3 separate regions of the Gasterosteus aculeatus genome follow, and regions 1 and 2 are each linked to region 3. A link is a contact called in public Hi-C data. All regions are on one chromosome and are shown on one strand. The core of a region is the stretch at or near the end of the contact, and the rest is flanking DNA. Distances in the headings are between cores, read along the strand shown. Region 1 holds the start of LOC120819252 (thyroid hormone receptor alpha-B). Region 2 holds the start of LOC120819034 (ATP-dependent RNA helicase DHX8). Region 3 overlaps LOC120819252 (thyroid hormone receptor alpha-B).

What was found. Hi-C and Micro-C count contacts between places; a contact is called where the count stands out from the background.
Region 1: a Hi-C map of skeletal muscle shows a contact between it and region 3, with 1.7 times the contacts expected there. The contact joins the promoter of LOC120819252 here to the enhancer-like site in region 3. A contact is called at or near these places in 2 of 6 Hi-C or Micro-C datasets (skeletal muscle and whole body).
Region 2: a contact with region 3 is called in a Hi-C map of skeletal muscle, with 2.5 times the contacts expected there. The contact joins the promoter of LOC120819034 here to the enhancer-like site in region 3. A contact is called at or near these places in 2 of 6 Hi-C or Micro-C datasets (skeletal muscle and whole body).

Annotation. Positions count from the first base shown.
Region 1 is chr5:8,339,334-8,343,525 of fGasAcu3.hap1.1, forward strand. It overlaps LOC120819252 (thyroid hormone receptor alpha-B), which reads left to right and starts at 2,794. Exons shown (of 10, transcript XM_040176485.2): 1 at 2,794-3,239.
Region 2 is chr5:8,441,434-8,445,933 of fGasAcu3.hap1.1, forward strand. LOC120819034 (ATP-dependent RNA helicase DHX8) reads left to right here and starts at 2,392. Exons shown (of 23, transcript XM_040176020.2): 1 at 2,392-2,616; 2 at 2,946-3,031; 3 at 3,166-3,238; 4 at 3,545-3,636; 5 at 3,867-3,973; 6 at 4,086-4,472. The coding sequence starts at 2,508.
Region 3 is chr5:8,390,833-8,394,804 of fGasAcu3.hap1.1, forward strand. All of the region lies in intron 2 of LOC120819252 (thyroid hormone receptor alpha-B), which reads left to right. Among protein-coding and RNA genes, the nearest start is that of LOC120819252, 51 kb to the left of the region's middle. Within about 2 kb of position 2,024, at least 6 of the 9 cell types and tissues checked have open chromatin away from gene starts, as enhancers often do.

The sequences.
Region 1 (4,192 bases), core at 1,544-4,043, 51 kb before region 3:
TAAAGGAAGTAGATTACACCTATTCAGCCGCGTATTGCATCCATATTTACATAATCGTTTCCTATTTAGAGAACAGAACCATTGGCACATGGGCAACAGGGAAGAAAGGGAATGAGAATTCTTCCTGGGGGAACGCCGTCTACCTCCAAGGCTTCCATGTAACCACTGCAACCATGGCGATTAAGGTCCCCTAACGAAGTGGGCGCTTTAACCCTTATAAAGCACTTAACCGTAACCCGACAGACAAAAGATGTCGGAGAAGGACCTCTCGGTGTCACCCTGAAGGGACAAAGAACGTAGAGTGTCGTTTGATTGGAACGAAAGGTATTAAACACACTCTTCAATGGACAGCTTGAATATGGTTAATTACTCTTAAACGGACGTCTTTGTGATGACCCAGCAGTAAATGTTTTTTTCCTCTTCCTCACAATGCTGCTATAATGATGAATAGCAGCGATTGAGGTTGATTCATCGGTCCATCGTGTAATTTACAAGTTTAGCTATATCAAAGAATGATAATTAGCTAACAAAACATTAATAATCCAAGTGTAATCTAAATTTATAACACACGCAGGAATTCCTTCCTTGACGTTGAGCTCAGAGTCAAAAATGTAAAAATGGGCAGTGCGATGCTGCTGTAGGATTGGAGCTGATGGTAAAATGCCGGTTAATCCAGCTAATCACACACAGTGTTTTAATCCAAAGTGTAAATCCTGGAATCAAATGGAAGCGAATGTCTTCAAAGACGCACACCGCAGCATCGAGAGCAACGCAGCAGGGCGAGGATTACAGCTGAATGGTTATTTTACAAACTCAAAGTACAACTAAATGTAAGTTGCCGTAGGATGTCAACGATTCAAATCCTTCCATTGGTGTGGTTGCCTGCGTTTGAGTGTTTTTGGGTGGATTTTAGTTGGTTTGCATGTGTCCTTAAAGCCTGACAATGATTTACAACCCTCTCATTAGAGCAAAAGTGTATTTATACAAGGCGTTTCACTCCGCGTAATGTGCCGCACCACTGCGAGGCCGAGGCACTCAATGGAAGGAACAATCACATTCAAATCAAACTCACAACCACATCTTTGTTGTTGGTTTCACCGGGTTGCAAAGTGCCAATTTATTTAGTTCTCACAGCAGTCTTTGAATTGTGTTCAATGCAACAAATCTAAAATGATGAATACGAAAGGAAGAACTTAAGAGCCTTTGCAAAAGCAACACGGAGACCGATTTGGACTTGGAACGCAGTGGCGTCAAGTGTTGGCGGTGACTGGTTTGCTGACTGATGGCAAATCAAGGCCTCGGAGCAGTCCGATCTGAGGCGGTTCCACATTCACACGGTGGTTTTTCCTGAATATGTTCTCTGCCTAATTAGTGGGACAGAAGCTTCCGACTGTTTGAAGGCTTCAGTCGGCACAGAGATTCCTCGGAGACCGAAGGACGGACGGAGTGAGCCCTTTGACACACAGCAGAGGTCCTCCCCTTGGACTCTACTTCATAAAAGGAACAGTGGGAATGTATAAAAAAGTCACACGGACTTTTTGCGCTGCCATTTGAAGGTTTCTAAAGGTTCCGTTCAAAATAATTGGTATTATCTTCTGTAATTCAATGCGTAGAATATTAAATTCGGGGGAATGATTTTGCTAATCCACTTGGCTGCAAAGTGGGTCCAACAAAGTCATTAACTCTCGCCAATTCTTTTAGAAAATACAGAGTGAAACGCACCACTGTGGGGACTGAGAGTTACGGTTAATTTGATCATTTTATTATTGTTTGCTCTGCAAATTTTCAGTCTTCAAAAAAGCTGCAATAAAAACGGATCCGCTGTCACACAATTGTTATAGATTTTGGTTATTGATCAATTATTTAAGGCATTTATGAAGCTCAAATTAGCGGGCAAAGGTTAGCAAGCTAACCAGCCAGCGGCTAAGTGACCAGTGCAGCTGGAGACGATCTCATGAGAGCGCCTTAACATTCTGATGTGTGTCTCAGAATCGTTGAGAAGAGTTTTTATGTTTTACATAGTTATATAAATCTAATTATGGCTCTAAAACATGTTTTAGGTACACAGTTCCTTTCATTACTGGGTAATAGTGAAGTATTTATTTGATTGGAAAATAAAAAAAATCTAATTTAGAATTAACTTTATTGATCCCTCAAGAGGAAAATTTTGGTATCACAGCATGTACAGGGAACAAAATAGAATAAAAAGATACACATTATATACAATATAATAAGATATAAATATTAAATTATTAAATAAAATAAAATAAACTGAAACAAAAGAATAACCTTCCGAAAGAGACAATAATAATAATTTGTAAAAGGAGAAGAGGAATCACTAACTATATATATATATATATATATATATCACTAACTATATATATATATATATATATATATATATATATATATAGTTAGTGATATACCGATATACCGATATATATAACCTTCCGAAAGAGACAATAATAATAATTTGTAAAAGGAGAAGAGGAATCACTAACTAATTATATATATATATATATATATATATAGAGTTAGTGATATACCAATATATATATATATATATATATATATATATATATATATATATATATATATATATATATATATATATTGTCCACCTAACAATATATACATCTATATTTGGGGGGGGCATGAATAAGGAAAGCAGGTTGAGCGGGGGGCTGTGAGGGGGGTCGTGCTTTGCTGTGGTGGTCCTGCAGAGAGCGGTAGATAGTTTGAATACTGTACGCGGAGGGAGGAGCGACCGTGAACTATTTTCTTTTCTTTTTTTGTGTTCGTGGGAGTGAGCGTGTGTGTGTGTGTGTGTGTGTGTGTGTGTTTGCTTCTTCTCCCTCTTGTCGCTGCAGCTCGGGCCAAACGCAACTAGAAGGCAACAACACAATCAAGAGGGAACAAACTGCTCGATTCACGCAACAACAACAACAACAACAAATACCAATACATACATCCAGAAAGTGAGGGAGGGGCAGCAGGAGGAGGACAGCTCGCGGCGCAGCAGCTTTTTACCGGAGCGGACCCGGGCTTTCGGAGCGAGAAGTCGGGGGGCGGCGGAGGGGGGGGGGAGACGGGACGTGGAGCCCCGACACACGCGGCCGCACTTGAGCAGAAAGCCCCGGCGGAGCGCCGCCGACTTTCCCCCCGCTTCACTTCAGCAGCCGCGCACTCTGAGCAGAAGAAGGAGAGAAACATCCAACCCGACCCGGCATCCAGCCACGGTGAGTGTCACGGCCGCCACGGCGTGGTGGTCCACGCGCGCGTGCGAGCGTGCGGTTGTTGTGGTGGGCGCTCGCCCCCCGTAGCCTCGGCAGCCTCGGGCGGGTTTTGACAGCTCGGATCGCAACGCCGAGCCAGCGTCGCACCCGGTGTGCAGCGCGGAGGCAGGCGGGAGGGTCCGACCGTGTTGGTACGCGGCCCTTCCGCCGTAACTGTTGACACGTGACCCCCCCCCCCCCCCCCCCCCCCCGGGTCAGTTGTCATTGGAAAGCGGAAACCTGCACAGCGGTCACGTTGCCTCCTTTTACAGATGATTTGTTGTGTTTGTTACGCGCGCGCGCGTGTGTGTGAGCTTCGAACTTGCATCCGTGGCTACACGCCGGGGAGCGCGCATACGTACCCACAGAGGGCGATGGCACGGGATCGATACAAGATGACCAGCGATGATATGCCCGTAACCTGTTGGGGGGGGGGGGCAGGATGTTCGGTTCAGTTCAGCCACTTCACCTGATTCCTGCTGCGAACATTTTCTGCGTGGGAGTGGACGCGCATGCGTTCTTAATGTGAACGATGGTAGCAAATGATGTTTGTTTATGATCGCGTTGATCAAGGTGAAGTCATCCGCCAGTCTCAATCTAAGTCAGTCATGGGGATAGTTTACTGGGTCACACACCGGCATCTAAACTCAATTCATTTTTTGTTGTGTTTTTTTTCTCTTTCTTTGCCTAGTGGTTGCGTGCACGACAAACGACCCACCCGTCTCCGAAAATCATCGTCCGGGCCTTTCAATGGACTCCCGTCACAAATGATCAATATCAGGACGAAGTGTTCGAGAGAGGCACAATGTGCACTGCATTATAACTGTCTGGATCGGGTATTGAATTACCACAGACACTCTGACTCCGCTGTACAAGTCTGTGTGTGTGTGTGTGTTTTAGATAAACATGCCCCCAGA
Region 2 (4,500 bases), core at 1,142-3,641, 51 kb after region 3:
GCTGTTGTGGGGGCCGTGATCTCATGAAGGCAGCTTTTCCACCAACCAATCCCCTCGCTGGCTGTTTGCACGACCACCCCCCCCCCCTCTTCAGATCACCCTCCTCCCTCCCGCTCATGTGTCTGTCATACGCATACACCCCCCCCCCCACCCCCCCCCTCGCTCTCTCACATGCACACACTTCATGCTCCGTCATGGCAGGAATTTTAGAACATTGCAGCCAGCTGTCAGTTCCAGTGTGTGCTCGAGTCTCAAGGACCGCTCCCAGACACCCTCTTCCACGCTGAGACTTGGTGCGCGCCCCCCCTCCTCTCCATCCCCTCCCCTGCCCCGCAGCCTTCACTTTTAATCCCCGGGTTTATGTTTCATTCCTCGCTAACGTGGATTGAAAAAGAAGCACCGCCCAGACATGAGCGCGTGTGTTTACTGCGACTGTGCAGCAGAAGAATGCAAATCGCTGGGGCCCAAAGGGAGACGTGACATGCTGCTAATGCCCCTCTCTCTCTCCACCTAAAGAATCTTACATGTCAGCTTACATCAGCTCCACCACTTATTCCACCCCTCATCTTTATTCCTCATAACCGTCGCAGCCTTCACCGTCTCCCGCTCTTTAGTTTCATCACCACGGAAACATCCAGTGTGACGGTGCACACGTGGCGTGTGCTCTGTGTGCATGAGAGGCCTGTTATGTAAGCCTGCGCCCCCCCCCTCTCCTTCCCGTGTGCCCAAACACCCCCCCCCACTTCCTGCGAAATCAGGTCAGATGAGGACGGCCCGTAGACGGCCCCCGTAGTTCTCCAACATCACTAAAAAAAGCCTGCACAGTGCTCAGACTGACCATGTTGTGTAAGTGCTAACGTCAAAGAGATGAAGGAAGATTGTATTCCTGAACAGAACACAAGGGAGAAAATACTGAAATGAAAAATGCATTGAGAAGATCACGTTGGAATTCTGAGGAAGCCCTTTCCACGAGAATCCATTACTGCCTGAGTTAACATAGAGAGACATGGAAATGTAAGATGCACGATGTGAGAAATGGCCGATTGAAGCAAAAATGAAAACAAAAGAATCCAGATGTTCAGAGTTCTGGTGTAACTCACTGCAGCAGGACACATACCGACATAATCTCATGGGTTAACTCCTTAAAGATGAATATCAGAGGCTTTGTGAGCTTGAAGTCATAAAAGAATGGCTTCTAGACCAGCGGTCGGTGGTCTGCTACGGTAAATAAGTGGAATCTTTATGGAATGATGATTAAATATGAAATGGAGATTTGAGCGAAAGGGCATAAAGGACGTTGTGTGTCAGATGGATCCGTAGGATTACGTCCCAGAGTTCAGGATGTGCTGACGCAGGTGTGGAGGGTCATCCCGGGACAACAGCAAGAAGGATGTCTCAAAGCACACCAGCATGCACTTCCAACAGAGACCCAAAACACCAGAGTCTGCACCACCTGAAACCCTCTCAGTGACTGAGTGCATCACCATCAATCTCAACTGTGTGAGAGAGTGTGTTAATCGCTATAAACTGTGCACTGTCCTGTTTGTGTGTCTTTATAATTCAGTTTCTGGGAAATAATTTGATAAATGCTGTGTGTGCAAACTCCCTAACATTACACAAGATGTGATTGATGAACATCTTCAGACAAACAAGCCTCTGCACTTATGTGACGATTTAGCAGCCTTGCTGGAGAGATGAGTACATTGGGATGAAATAGATTTCAGAGGAGCTCTGCAGGCCAGTCAAGTTGGGACATTGGAACAAGGAGCAGGCTTCTTCTACATCTGGAATATCTTCAACCCATCAGTGGTAATAAATTCTTCATTGCACAGTAACAAATTATTTAGTCAACAAGGCTACGCCCGACATAATGTAGCTCTTGCTATGCATCCCAGGGGCCATAGCTGGATTGGTAGACAGCCTGCAAATCATAAAACATAAACGATTAAATGAGTTGTGTGTGTTCTTAAGAGAAGTTGCATGTCATCATACCTTTGCCTAAATCTGCTGAAATGTGCGTTATGCACTGAAGCTCATAAACTACTCATGAGACACGGCGCTATATCAGCATGTTGTGTGCTGTGTGCTTATCTAAGATCTATGTTATTTTATGTCCGTTATAACGTTGCTTGCAAGCATGCAGTGTGATGCTACAGCTCGGAGCTCAAGACAAATTTCTCTGTGGGACAATAAAGAATAAATGTTAAAAAGATATACGGCCAAGATTCAATTTGACGTATACTTTTTATTATATACAGGTGTTTAGAGTCTGCTGCCAAAACCCAAACGGCAAATTGATATTTTTCAGGAAAACAACCCACCATGTGGAGACTACAGCTTCCACGCTGGGTGCTTAATATTACGAATCTGAGCGCCATCGTGCGGAAACTAGGAGCATAACTGGCAACGCCGACGTACATGACGTCATCCGAGGAAGCGGAAGTTGCCCACGTTCAACAATGTCTGCCGGGGTCTTCTCTCAGTGAACCAAACAGAACTCGTGGAGAATGGGAGACGGCGGAGTTGACGAGCTGTCGCAGCTCGAATATTTATCTTTGGTGTCCAAGGTCTGCACTGAGCTCGACAACCACCTGGGAATAAGTGACAAAGATTTAGGTTGGTAACGTTCGTTGTGAGGCAGCAAACGAAAAAAAACAACAACGGCTAGCTAACGCTAGCTACCTTGTACTAACCGTTGTCTAGCTGCCGACTCTTCCGTTTACACTGATAAACTGGACTGTTTTTTCCTACACATTTTCTTTTTGGGTGGAGTTTAGCTTAGCATAGTGTAAAGAAAGCTAGCTTGGAGGTTTGGGCTTGTAGATACGTTAAGTTATTGCTGTATATTTAAACGTTATTCAACTAAACTAGCTAAGCTAGCAAGAGTTCGCTTTGCTGCCTGTTAGGTGCTATCGTTAATTTGTTGGTTAATTTTTTTTCGGCAGCTGAATTTGTCATCGACCTCGCTGAAAAGCAACCGACCTTCGATGGATTCAAAGCTCTTTTACTCCAAAACGGAGCCGAATTCACAGTAAGTTCAACCACGAATGCTACATAAAGCTACTTCAGAAGGCTGCTAACGTAAACAGCTATGCTAGCTTGCTGACTGCAACGTTACCTGACAACTTGACGTACGTACGTACGTTTTTTTGTCTTCTTTTGTAGGATTCCCTCGTCGGTAACTTGCTCAGGCTCATTCAGACAATGCGACCGCCATCCAAGACATCTGCGAGCAAAGGTTAGATAATAATGAAGATTGTAAATAAATTGTGTATTTATTGTTTTCTATTGTATAATTGTTATGCTACATGGGTGACATTTCTTATTTTCATCTTGTACCAACGTTAGTTGAAAATGGGATTGCTTTGGGGGGAAAGCACATTTTACTCGTAAATACAATTCCCCCATACATATGTTGTGTGGTATAAATGGAATATGTAAATATGTGTATACAGTTTCCTGCAATTGTATGATGTGTGGCCTGATTCATTTCTGCCGTGGGAAAAATTAAAACTATATCTAACGCATACATGTCCATTTCCAGCCTCTGAGGCTGTGGTCAAACCGAAAACTGAGAAGGATAAGCTGAAGGAGTTGTTTCCTGCACTGTGTAGAGCAGATGATCCGGCCCCAAAGGTACGTTTTACCATACGATTTGTCGGTGGTATCGGATCGACTCTGTCACTGTTAGAAATGATACAAAGCCAGATTTGGGAAAGTCGGCACCCTGCCGTACCAGCGACAACTACGATGGGAAGAATTCACCATTCCAGAAGAGAATTTAATATGAAAACTATTAACTATTAAATTAAATATTAACAAATAGAGGGCTTCTGCTGATTGTTTTATTGGACTGACTTTCTCAGAAGCTATTAGATGAAGATGACGTGAAGGTAGCAGCTGATGCCATGAAAGAGCTGGAGATGTTTCTGCCCAGTGTCAGCGGGACAACCCCCAAAAGCAGCAAGAGCAGGTAAGACGACATCCTCTTCATACGCCTTCTCGACAAATGAAGTCAGTGTTATGTTTGATAAGTTTTTACTGAATGAATTCCTTTTATCTTCTCCTCATACGTCTTCTAACAGGTCAGAAAAGAGCCGCCGCCATAGCCGAAGTCGCAGCAGGAGCAGAGACAGACACAGAGACAGAGATCGGGATAAGGACAGGAAAAAACGGCACCGCTCCAGGTCCAGGTCTCGCTCCAGAGATCGGGATCGACAAAGAGATGGCGACAGGGATCGGGATCGACAAAGAGATGGCGACAGGGATCGGGGCAAAAGAAGAGACAAATCCTCCCGCTGGTCTGAGCGCTCGCCGAGTCCCAAAAAAGACCAAGACAGAGACTCCGATCGCTGGAAAGACAAAGCTGTGGATCGCCCGCCGCCAGAAGAACCTTCTGTTGGCGACATATACAACGGCAAAGTCACCAGTATCATGCAGTTTGGATGCTTTGTTCAGCTGGAGGGATTGAGGTCAGTATTTAGAGGGACTGCAGGAAAA
Region 3 (3,972 bases), core at 774-3,273:
GGGGTGAGAAGCTCCCTCCCTCCCTCCCGCTAATATTTATTCTGTTCGTCCAAAGCAAAATCTATTCTTGAGGTTCAGAACATTTCCAAAGCAATTTGTCTTTGAATGTGAGTAGTCGATCCAGTTATCTTATGTCCCGTCGTTTGAAGCAAACCTTTTAGCTCTGGCATTGGACTCCCATTATTTATTTGGGTTGATAATGTTAGGGTTTCGGAAAGCTCTCGAGGGAGCCCTCACTCCTTTGTTTTCGTCCCGGCCGGAAACGAGGACACGAATGAGTCAATTTGTTTAAATTCAAAAATCAAAAGGTATTTAATAACTGAACAACGTTATAAGGAATGCAATTACAAAGTGAAATACTAAGCGAACAGTGAAATTATTCGCGCAATAGAGAATCCTCTGAGCAAGTCTAAAATGACTTATCAAAGCGGCTGCAGGAGAATTCTAACAGTCTTTTCCCCGCTTTGGTCCTTTGAAAACTCTTGAGGTGTGTCTTTGGTGCATTTGAATGTCATCGGCTTCTTCAGAGTGTCCCCCCCTGGACTGTCCCCTTCACGTCGAGGTGTGAAGCTGCAGCTGTAACCTGAAACCTCTCTGTCCTATCTGTCCCTCACATTGCAATGCACTCAATGTAGATACAGTGGCTTTATGCCTCAATGAGTGAATTTAACAAAGCATACATCGTTTAAGTCTTCATCTTAGAACTAGTACACTTTCATTCCAACCCATCATTAATGTTCATCACCCTTCATCATAGATCTAAAACAGTTCATGTGGTTCAATTCTCAAGACATTTGCCTCAGTCGGCTGCCTTGCATTAAGTTGTTAATTTATTACCTGACAGGAGAAAAAACTCCTAAAAAACCCTCTTTGGGGATAAAATTGGGAGAAATCCATAAAGAACGGCAATTGGCATCCGTCCCCAGGTTTTAACATCACATTGTGACAGAATGTTAATGTGTACAGTGTTTATATGATTTAACATGACTACGAATTGTGTTTGATTGAAATTGCATTCACTTAATCTAATATGTTAATGTAATACCTAATATCTAACATCACACAAACTATAATTCTAACACTAAACATTATTACACATACTATAATTTCCTGACTAGGGGTGCACTTCTGGCTTTAATCGCTAACAATAACCATCCAAGCTAAATAGCCGCAGCTTATTTGTGTTTTACCGGAATAACATTGAAGCATATGCAAAAAAAAAAAAAATATATATATATATATATTAACATTCCCCGAGGGGGTTCGGATCTTTCACCTTTTTCATCCCTGATGAGTTTGCACCCCTGTAGTTTAAGCGGATCATTTAATTTACCACAATCTCCCTCGTTCTGTGTCCACTGGCTAAGTGGTGTGTAGATGGAAAGCTCTTAAATGGGGTGTGCGAGGAAGTGTGTGGTTAAGGGGCGGGCTCTTGGAACAAACCACACAAAGAATGAAAAATACTGTTCGCTCGGGATTATAAAAAAAAAAAACCCTCTTTGACCCACAGGAGTGATCTCAAGGTTTTCATTTCCTGCTCCGTACTGCACGCCATTACTCCCCCTTTTTTTTAATCGGTTCCTTCTCTAACACTTGTGTGCCTTTGGCGCCTCACCCCACGACGTGTGCTACCGAGAGGCCCGTCAATGAAATAGCAGTGGAATGATAACACACGGCGTGTAGGTGTGAGCGATGTGTTTTGACACGCCGGTCACTCCTGGCACCTGTACTCTGCAGTGCTGCCCAGGTCTGACGTTTGCTAATGCGCTGCCTGTGTGTGTGTGTGTGTGTGTGTGTCTGTGTGTTACCTACAATGCAAACCTCTAATTGCCCCCCCGGCAAAAAGGCCAAGAACCAGTGCCATGAACCCCAGAGAGAGGGTGTATTGGGTGTATGTACCGCCTCCAGCCAATGAGCTTGCGGCTCCACCGCGGCAGGAAGTTGCTGCTTTTAAACACGTGTTCTTGCAACATCCAGAGCGCTGAGCGAAAGGGATGAGAGACAGGGGGGAAGAGAAGGAGCCGAGTAATGAGACCTCTGCAGTTCCCCCCGGCGCTGTTCTTTTACTCCCAGCTACGGTTACATAACGCGAGGCGCTGCTGCACGCGGGTTTGTAAAAATGGACGGGGTGGGATGACGCCAAAGGGCTTCGGAGGGGAGAAATGCGCAGGTGTGCACACACAAGTCTGTTTTAAGAGAAACAGTAAGGAGAAACTTAGCCGCGTGGGCGGGTGCTACACATTTTTCGTGTCACCTTTCACAGTGTTGCACACTGAACACATGTTCTCCCGAAACGCCCTCCATTTCTGCTAGTGCACTTGCGCAGACACACACAAGATTGAATGACAGAAGACGTCCTGTCCCCCAAATAAATGCGTTGCATTGTGGAATCAACTGTGTGACAAAGGAATCAGGCGGAGCGGACGTAGTTTGGGAGGTGGTGCGTGATGTGATCTACACTGGGGAAAGGGTTTTGGGGAAACGAGTGAAACCGCCTGCCGCCTCGGGGGGGAAACCGACGCCTCTGACATCTAACACCGGCTCTGAGGGGGGAGCTCGGCGCTGCAGATCCAATCCAGGTTGGATTCATTAGAGCCGATCCCACGTCGTGACGAGCCTCAGTTATACGGGATCTTTTTTTTACCACCACATTATCGGTCATTAAAGTAGGACGCAAACAATCCTTCTGATTTGTTTTCAATTAACTTGACATTGACCTCTAAACCAGCAAACCTGATAAAGGTGTGTTATTTGCATTAGCATTATACATGTTGCAAGAATAATGCTGCTAATTCCCCCAACCGTCTCAATGTTGCATTTAATTAATTTGTCCTGAATTAATCGGGAACAGCTTGTTCTCAAGTAAGGATGTGTGTGATTTTGCATAGAAGTCTCGTGCTGAGAAGTTGCGGCTGAAAGGAGAGATGAAATCAGATCCTAAGTTTGTGCAGGCATAACATGTCCCTCGAGAGGCCGCCTGGCTGCCAGTTCCTGCTCTGGGACGGCCCAGTTCAGATTAGAAGTAATTGATTTAATAGCTTTGGTTTAATGGCTCAGAAGGCAACATCCACTGTGGATACTTCCATCTCTAACTTCTGCTCTTTTTCTCATCTTGTTTTTTCTCGTTTCCACGCTGTGGAGGAATTGTGCTTTTATGTGTGTAGGCAGGTGTGGCTGGTTAGATGGAGAGATGCGATCGATAGCGACAGTAAACCAACACGTAGTGCCTCGGCGCCCAGCAGAGCATTCAACTAACTGGAGCTGATACACACAAGACAAGGCTGGGCCGCCTCTGCTCACCAGCACAGCTCCACTGCTCTCATACACATGTCCCGCCTGCAGGTGCAGGTGTAACGGCATCTCCCCCACACGATACAGTGAAGCACGTGAAGGGGCTCGACACAGACGGGAAACACTTATACGGTGAAAAGTACCGCTGGAAACAAAGATGACTGACTGAGAACAAACATACGTGGTTCTTGTATGTTTGAGATAATAAATCTCCTGCTCTTTGACGTTGATGTCTGAACATTCTGCACCGTGATGCTGTTTACAGGTCCACGATGAAGACGACAATCCTGACAATCCTGAGAGTGCAGTTTTGTCTTTTTATCTGGACACGCCCAGGATTTGCTTAAGGTGCGGCGCTTATGGCGTGTATAATGCAGCTGTGGAGAGGGTGTGTATCTATAGCATGTGAGGAATGTGTGTGTGTGTGTGTGTGTGCGTTGAGTTTTAAGCTTCCACAGCACAGTTAAAGCTGCACGCAGAAACGAGAAAGGTGGAAATCAAATTGTCGGCCCTTGGCAAGGTCGGAGGCCTCGCAGGGACAAAGCCCACCTCCAAATATAATAGACTGTGCATGTTAACATAACAAAAACTGTGTCTTTTTTACATTTTGTCCTTGAGAAGAAAAGAAAAACACACATTCACATTTCTGATAAATGCTTTTGGTAAAAAGAGCGCGTCTAG